2 separate regions of the Triticum aestivum genome follow, and region 1 is linked to region 2. The links are chromatin contacts, called in public Hi-C maps. All regions are on one chromosome and are shown on one strand. Each heading gives the region's core, a stretch centred on a gene start, on an enhancer-like site or on the middle of the called end of the contact. The rest is flanking DNA. Distances are from core to core; before and after follow the strand shown.

The links. A called contact is a pair of places that touch in the nucleus more often than the background predicts.
Region 1: a Hi-C map of leaf shows a contact between it and region 2, with 2.8 times the contacts expected there. The contact joins the promoter of LOC123089829 here to the promoter of LOC123094043 in region 2. A contact is called at or near these places in 2 of 5 Hi-C or Micro-C datasets (both in leaf).

What each region holds. Positions count from the first base shown.
Region 1 is chr4B:668,023,405-668,026,104 of IWGSC CS RefSeq v2.1, reverse strand. LOC123089829 (heavy metal-associated isoprenylated plant protein 39) reads left to right here and starts at 1,367. Exons shown (of 3, transcript XM_044511401.1): 1 at 1,367-1,572; 2 at 1,730-1,808; 3 at 2,470-2,700. The coding sequence starts at 1,564.
Region 2 is chr4B:667,824,427-667,827,126 of IWGSC CS RefSeq v2.1, reverse strand. LOC123094043 (remorin) reads left to right here and starts at 1,339. Exons shown (of 5, transcript XM_044516123.1): 1 at 1,339-1,829; 2 at 2,684-2,700. The coding sequence starts at 1,706.

The sequences.
Region 1 (2,700 bases), core at 118-2,617, 200 kb before region 2:
CATTTCAAGTAATTTCAGTGATATGGAACGAGAAACTTAAAACGCGGTTTTATTTTGCTGGCAACCGCCATTTTGGAGACCTCAAGGGAGAGGGACTTAGTTAGGCTGCTTCGACTTGGCCTTGGATGCGTTCCAAGCATCAACGAGCGTCTTGGATGCGGGAGGTGGCCACAACGGCTTTGTTCTTCATATCGGCTGCTTCGACTTCATGGCGAATATCGACTCCATCGGGTAACATGACCACGACGCTCCGATGTGATCATTCTTTTTCCAGCCAGCTCACTTTCTAGGAGTATTAGAAATTCAACTGAGGTTCCCATGTTGGCACACCAAGGAAAATAGAGACAACTACTCTCCGGAATAACTTGAAGAAACCATTGTCTGGTTTCCTAATCCTTAACGTCGATGCGTCTTTCTCTGATGATGATAACGGTGGTTCTTGTGGAGCTGTCATTCGTGATCATACTAGAGACTTTACTCCAGCAGCTGTTGCTGGAACGGAACATGTAGCTGACGTGGTTACTGTTGAATCGGAAGCGCCATGTCAAAGACTTTTGCTCCTTCAGTCAGGGATGTGAGAAGGTGGTTGTCGAAACTCATAACGTGACTATGGTTGATGCATTGAATGGAAACGAGGATTACTCGTTGGTGGGCTGCACCGATCCTCAATGAATGTCGAAGTCTACTTGCGAATTTCGGGAAGGTCTTTATTGAACATTGTATAGTCGAACATGGTTGCCCATGAGCTAGCTAGTTTTGGGAGGTCTAATCCACCGATGTTGTGATCGGATACACATCCAGGTTTTATTTTATCTTAATGAGTAGACGATGTAGGTGTGATTTAAGTTAATAAAAGCTAGCCATGAAGGCATTCGTATAAAAAAAAATCAACTGTGGCAAGATGTGATATGTGAGCCGCGTATATTGACTCCACCGGGTAACATAATGATGAGACGAGTTTCTTTTTTTTTGAAAAAGGAGGAATACCCCGGCCTCGGCATCGCAATGATGCATGCAACCATATTATTAAAGTCCCCATCGTGTATACGACGTGACGAGTTAAGGTTAAATTCATTTTGCGAAACCGACGTGTCTGTCATGTGGTACAAGATACAAATCAAGACAGAATTGTAGGCCTACCACCATGTGGTAATAAACCGACGTGTTTGTCATACCACCAGAAAGAGAACAGAAGCATATAACCATGCTCCTGTATGTAATCCAGCTCGGATAGTTCCTGAACTGGAGGGTGTCCGGCCGTGTGGGAAACACCTTGTATATGCGGGCGGCTTTGGGTTTGGGTTTTGTTGGATGTGCTGCAGATCGTTCGGCGTTCCACACGAAGTTGACACTTCACCCGATCACCATCAGGTCCGAACATTCTAGTATAAGAAGAGCCTCCCCCATGGACATGGAGAACATCGTCATCACACGCACACACACACACACACACACACACACACACACACACACACACACACACACACACTCTTCACAAGTTCCCACTGTTTCCTGTCCCTCTTGAGTTGAGTCTCTCCCGGCCGGCCTTTCCCCTCCTGCCAGATGGCCCAGGTACGCCAGTTTGAGAGTGTCTTCTCCCTCGATTCCTTCAGTTTTAGCATGTTAAGTCGATCATGGCGTCAGTGAAATCCATGAGTATTGGGAGCGAGAACATACTCCTGGGGAAATGTTTGTTCACTGCTCGCTTCCTTGATTGTGCTGCATGTAGAAGGTGGTGCTGAGGATTCCCACCATGACCGACGAGAAGACCAAGCAGAAAGCCATGGAGGCCGTCGCCGACATCTACGGTACGTAAGCGCACCCCATGAATTTTCCTCCCGTTGCTGCTTCGATTGATCTTTTGAATCTCACAAAGGAAGGGGGCAGAAAAATCTCCTCCCATGCTTCCCGGCTCCCGGCCATTCATCGTCAGTTCATCTTTCCATCTTGTGGTATTTCTGGAACCATAGCTGAATTTCGCAAGGATGCATGAATTATTGCTAGGCGATAATGCGATATTCGATCGCGATGCCTGATCAGACGTGGCTGGGCAGGTAAGTCAATCTGTAGGGCCATAAGCTACATGCATGCCTGTACCATAGTACGAAAATGGCTTTACTCTTGTGTTTGTTTGATGAGCCAAGTTGGTAGAACTACACATGGGTCCTTTCCTCCTCTGTCCTTCGTATACTGTGAGTGGGTGGGCATGACCCGAGATCTCTTCGGTCAGATCCTCGCACAAAAGGTCAAAATCCTCACACTATAATATGCTTGTAATCATAGCGCAGATTCAAATCAATAAATGGATTCTAAAAAAAAGAGGTGTAATCAATCAATGAACATGATTTCTATAGCTTAATCAATGAGCATATATAGTTTTGTTGCATCTAATCATAGTGCAGATACAACCAATCAACCAGCATGAATGAACTCATTCCTTTTAATTTTTCTACTCGTGGTTGGTTGAAGGTATCGACTCGATAGCCGCGGACCTCAAGGACAACAAGATGACCGTCATCGGCGCCATGGACACCGTAGCCATCGCCAAGAGGCTCAAGAAGCTCGGCAAGATCGACATCGTCTCGGTCGGCCCGGCCAAGGAGGAGAAGAAGCCGGCACCGGCTGCGGAGAAGAAGGGCGAGGAGAAGAAGGATGACAAGAAAGAGGAGAAGAAAGACGACAAGAAGGCCGACAAGAAGT
Region 2 (2,700 bases), core at 90-2,589:
AGATTCTCTCACGTCTCACGTAGGTACGCACGTAGAGATGTACCGACGCTTTCCCTGGGTGCTTAATTATCTTATATAATGTGTTGGGCTGGTCAATTTGTTTAGGGGATACGGCAATCATGTTCATGGATGGGGAGTATATTTGGTCACTTTGGAGAAAGCGAGGAGAGCAGCACAGCTGGGTAATGATCCAGGCGGCATGCACTAGCTAAGCCATAAGGCATATAGTATATACTAGTACGTATATGTTTGTTAATTCTAACCAACTAGCTAGCTGGAGTATCAGGAAAAAGGTTGACAGATAGTGCTGCATTGTTAGTTTGGTGCAACTAGCACTAACTACCTGGCTGGCTGGCTAAATATCCTCTAAAAACTAATCATGCGTAGATGATTCTCATGAGAGCGAAAAGGCAAGCTTATCGACAAAAAAGGTTCCCGTCGCTAAGAGCATGTGCACTGCAGCAAATTCGGCCCGTAAACGTCTACGAACCCTGTATTCTCCTTATATTTTGTGGACAATCCGGTCCGGACGTATAGAGATGATATGACAGGTCGGCTGAGTCTACGTCACCGTCTTTTCCTTCTCTCTCAATAGCGCTTCAGCCAACTCATCCAAAAGTCTGAACTTATGTAGAGGGACGGGCAATATATTTCAACACTCCGCCTCACATTGTGGGTAATTTAGTCGATTTTTTTGTTTTAGTACTACGTTGGCGGGTCTTGAACTCAAGACTCTTGGCTCAGATGTCATGTTGAATTCATGCTCGAGCTAACTCATCTAAAAGTCCGAACGGATGAAGAGGGACGGGCAATATATTTCAACATGAGAAGGGTCTAAGGGGACCGGGTGCAGATGCTCTACTGATGTAGTATCCATCATAATGTGTCTACTGTGCAAACGTATCAAGGCGGCCCAGGTGGTATCCATACAAGTGGTGCGTGCGTGCGGTACGGTGCGGTGGAGGGGGCCATATGGCACCCTGGAACACCCGAGTTGGCGGCTGTCATCGCCATCCCCACCCGAGCAGGCCATCCCCATCCCCACCCCCACCCCGACGACGGCGATGGTTGGTACGTACGTACGTACTTCGTTGCCATTGCCACCGGAGGGAGAGTTGAGATGAGTTGCCGTGACGCCATTGACACGCACCCGCCACCAACGCCGTACCGGTGCGCTCCTCGCTACCTTGCCACCTAGTATCTCGATTCCGCTGCCTCAATTATTTCTCTTCCTCGGCCAGCACACGCAAAACTTGGACAAAAGCTTCAATTCGATAGGCCAACAGTGAACGACAGCCAGGACGAATGAACAGCACGGCTATGCGTGTGTGTGACATGAATATCAATATTGTTGCTTGGCGAACCCGGCCCAACCCAGCCTGGAACAGCACTTGATTCTACATTTTTTTCGTTAATCAATTAGCCAAGCCACCATATATTGATTATGATATAACGATAGCTAGCCACTCTCAACCCATCTCTCCCGCCGTCTACCTTTCTTCCCCCTCTCTCTCCTCCCCGCAGATCATATATAGCCCGCCGATCCATCAGCTGAAGAAGAGAACATAAGCCTACATCTTCTTCCATACACACCACCCAGCGAGTTATAAGCTGCTTATAAGCTAGCTGCTGCTTGTTAGATCTCGATCGCCGAGGCCTTTTCTTGGTCGAATCGAGCTCGAAGCTAGCGACCCGAGCAGAGCAGATGGCGGCTGAGGAGGCGAAGAAGGTGGAGGTGGAGACGACCACGGCCACCAAGGACATCGCCGAGGAGAAGGCCATCGTGCCCGTGCCCGACAACTCCAAGGCCATCGTCGCCGTCGTCAAGGGTACGTACCCAACTATATCCCTTGTTTCTACAGCTCAATCATCGGCCGGCAAGGGCCCCTGTCTGCCTGTCCATCCATCTCCATGCCTAGCTGTACCAGCTGGAGTAGTACTAGTATATTATTGTCCTTGCCATATGAGATGCTTTTTCTTAATTAGAATCCTCTTGTCATATACTACGTGCATAAAGTTTCTTTGTAGCTCTGGAAAATCTTGTTCCTGCTTCTCAGTTCATACTGTGAAATTAGAAGTGAACCAGTTTCAATTAAAATTCATACTGTGAAATAAAAATAAAAATTGGTCGACAGGCTCTTGGTAGATGATCAGAGAGACGGAGAGTAATTATCTATTGATACGTTTTATCTTTGTCTCACCACTTGTCATGGTTTTATTTGCTCTAGCTAGCTGGTAGATGAACACTGAATTTCTTTTATATATACTATATGGTTTGTCTTCATCTTACCGGTTCATATGGTTTTACTTGGTCTATGTTTACTAGGTCCTCTCATTTAATTTACACTTCCCATAAGTCCAACTCCAATCATGATTCTGTATGAGATAACACCACTAACCGTTGTTTTTACTTGAATTCTTCTCTCTGTAAAGGATTTTTAAGCACAATTTCCCCTTTTCCAAGCAATGAATTTAAAGGAGAGCAAATTCAAGATTCCTCAAAGAGGAAGCAATATGTGACGGTGCAAAATTTGCCCCTTTGTATTGATTGTTAAGCACTGTGACGAATAACAACCTAATAAGTAGTCACAGTGGTTCCACACTAAGCAATCCAGATCATCATTTGCAAACGACTTGCAATAATTTGCTGAAAATTCTTGACATCTCTCTTCCTTTTCCCCAGATGCTGAAGGTACAAGA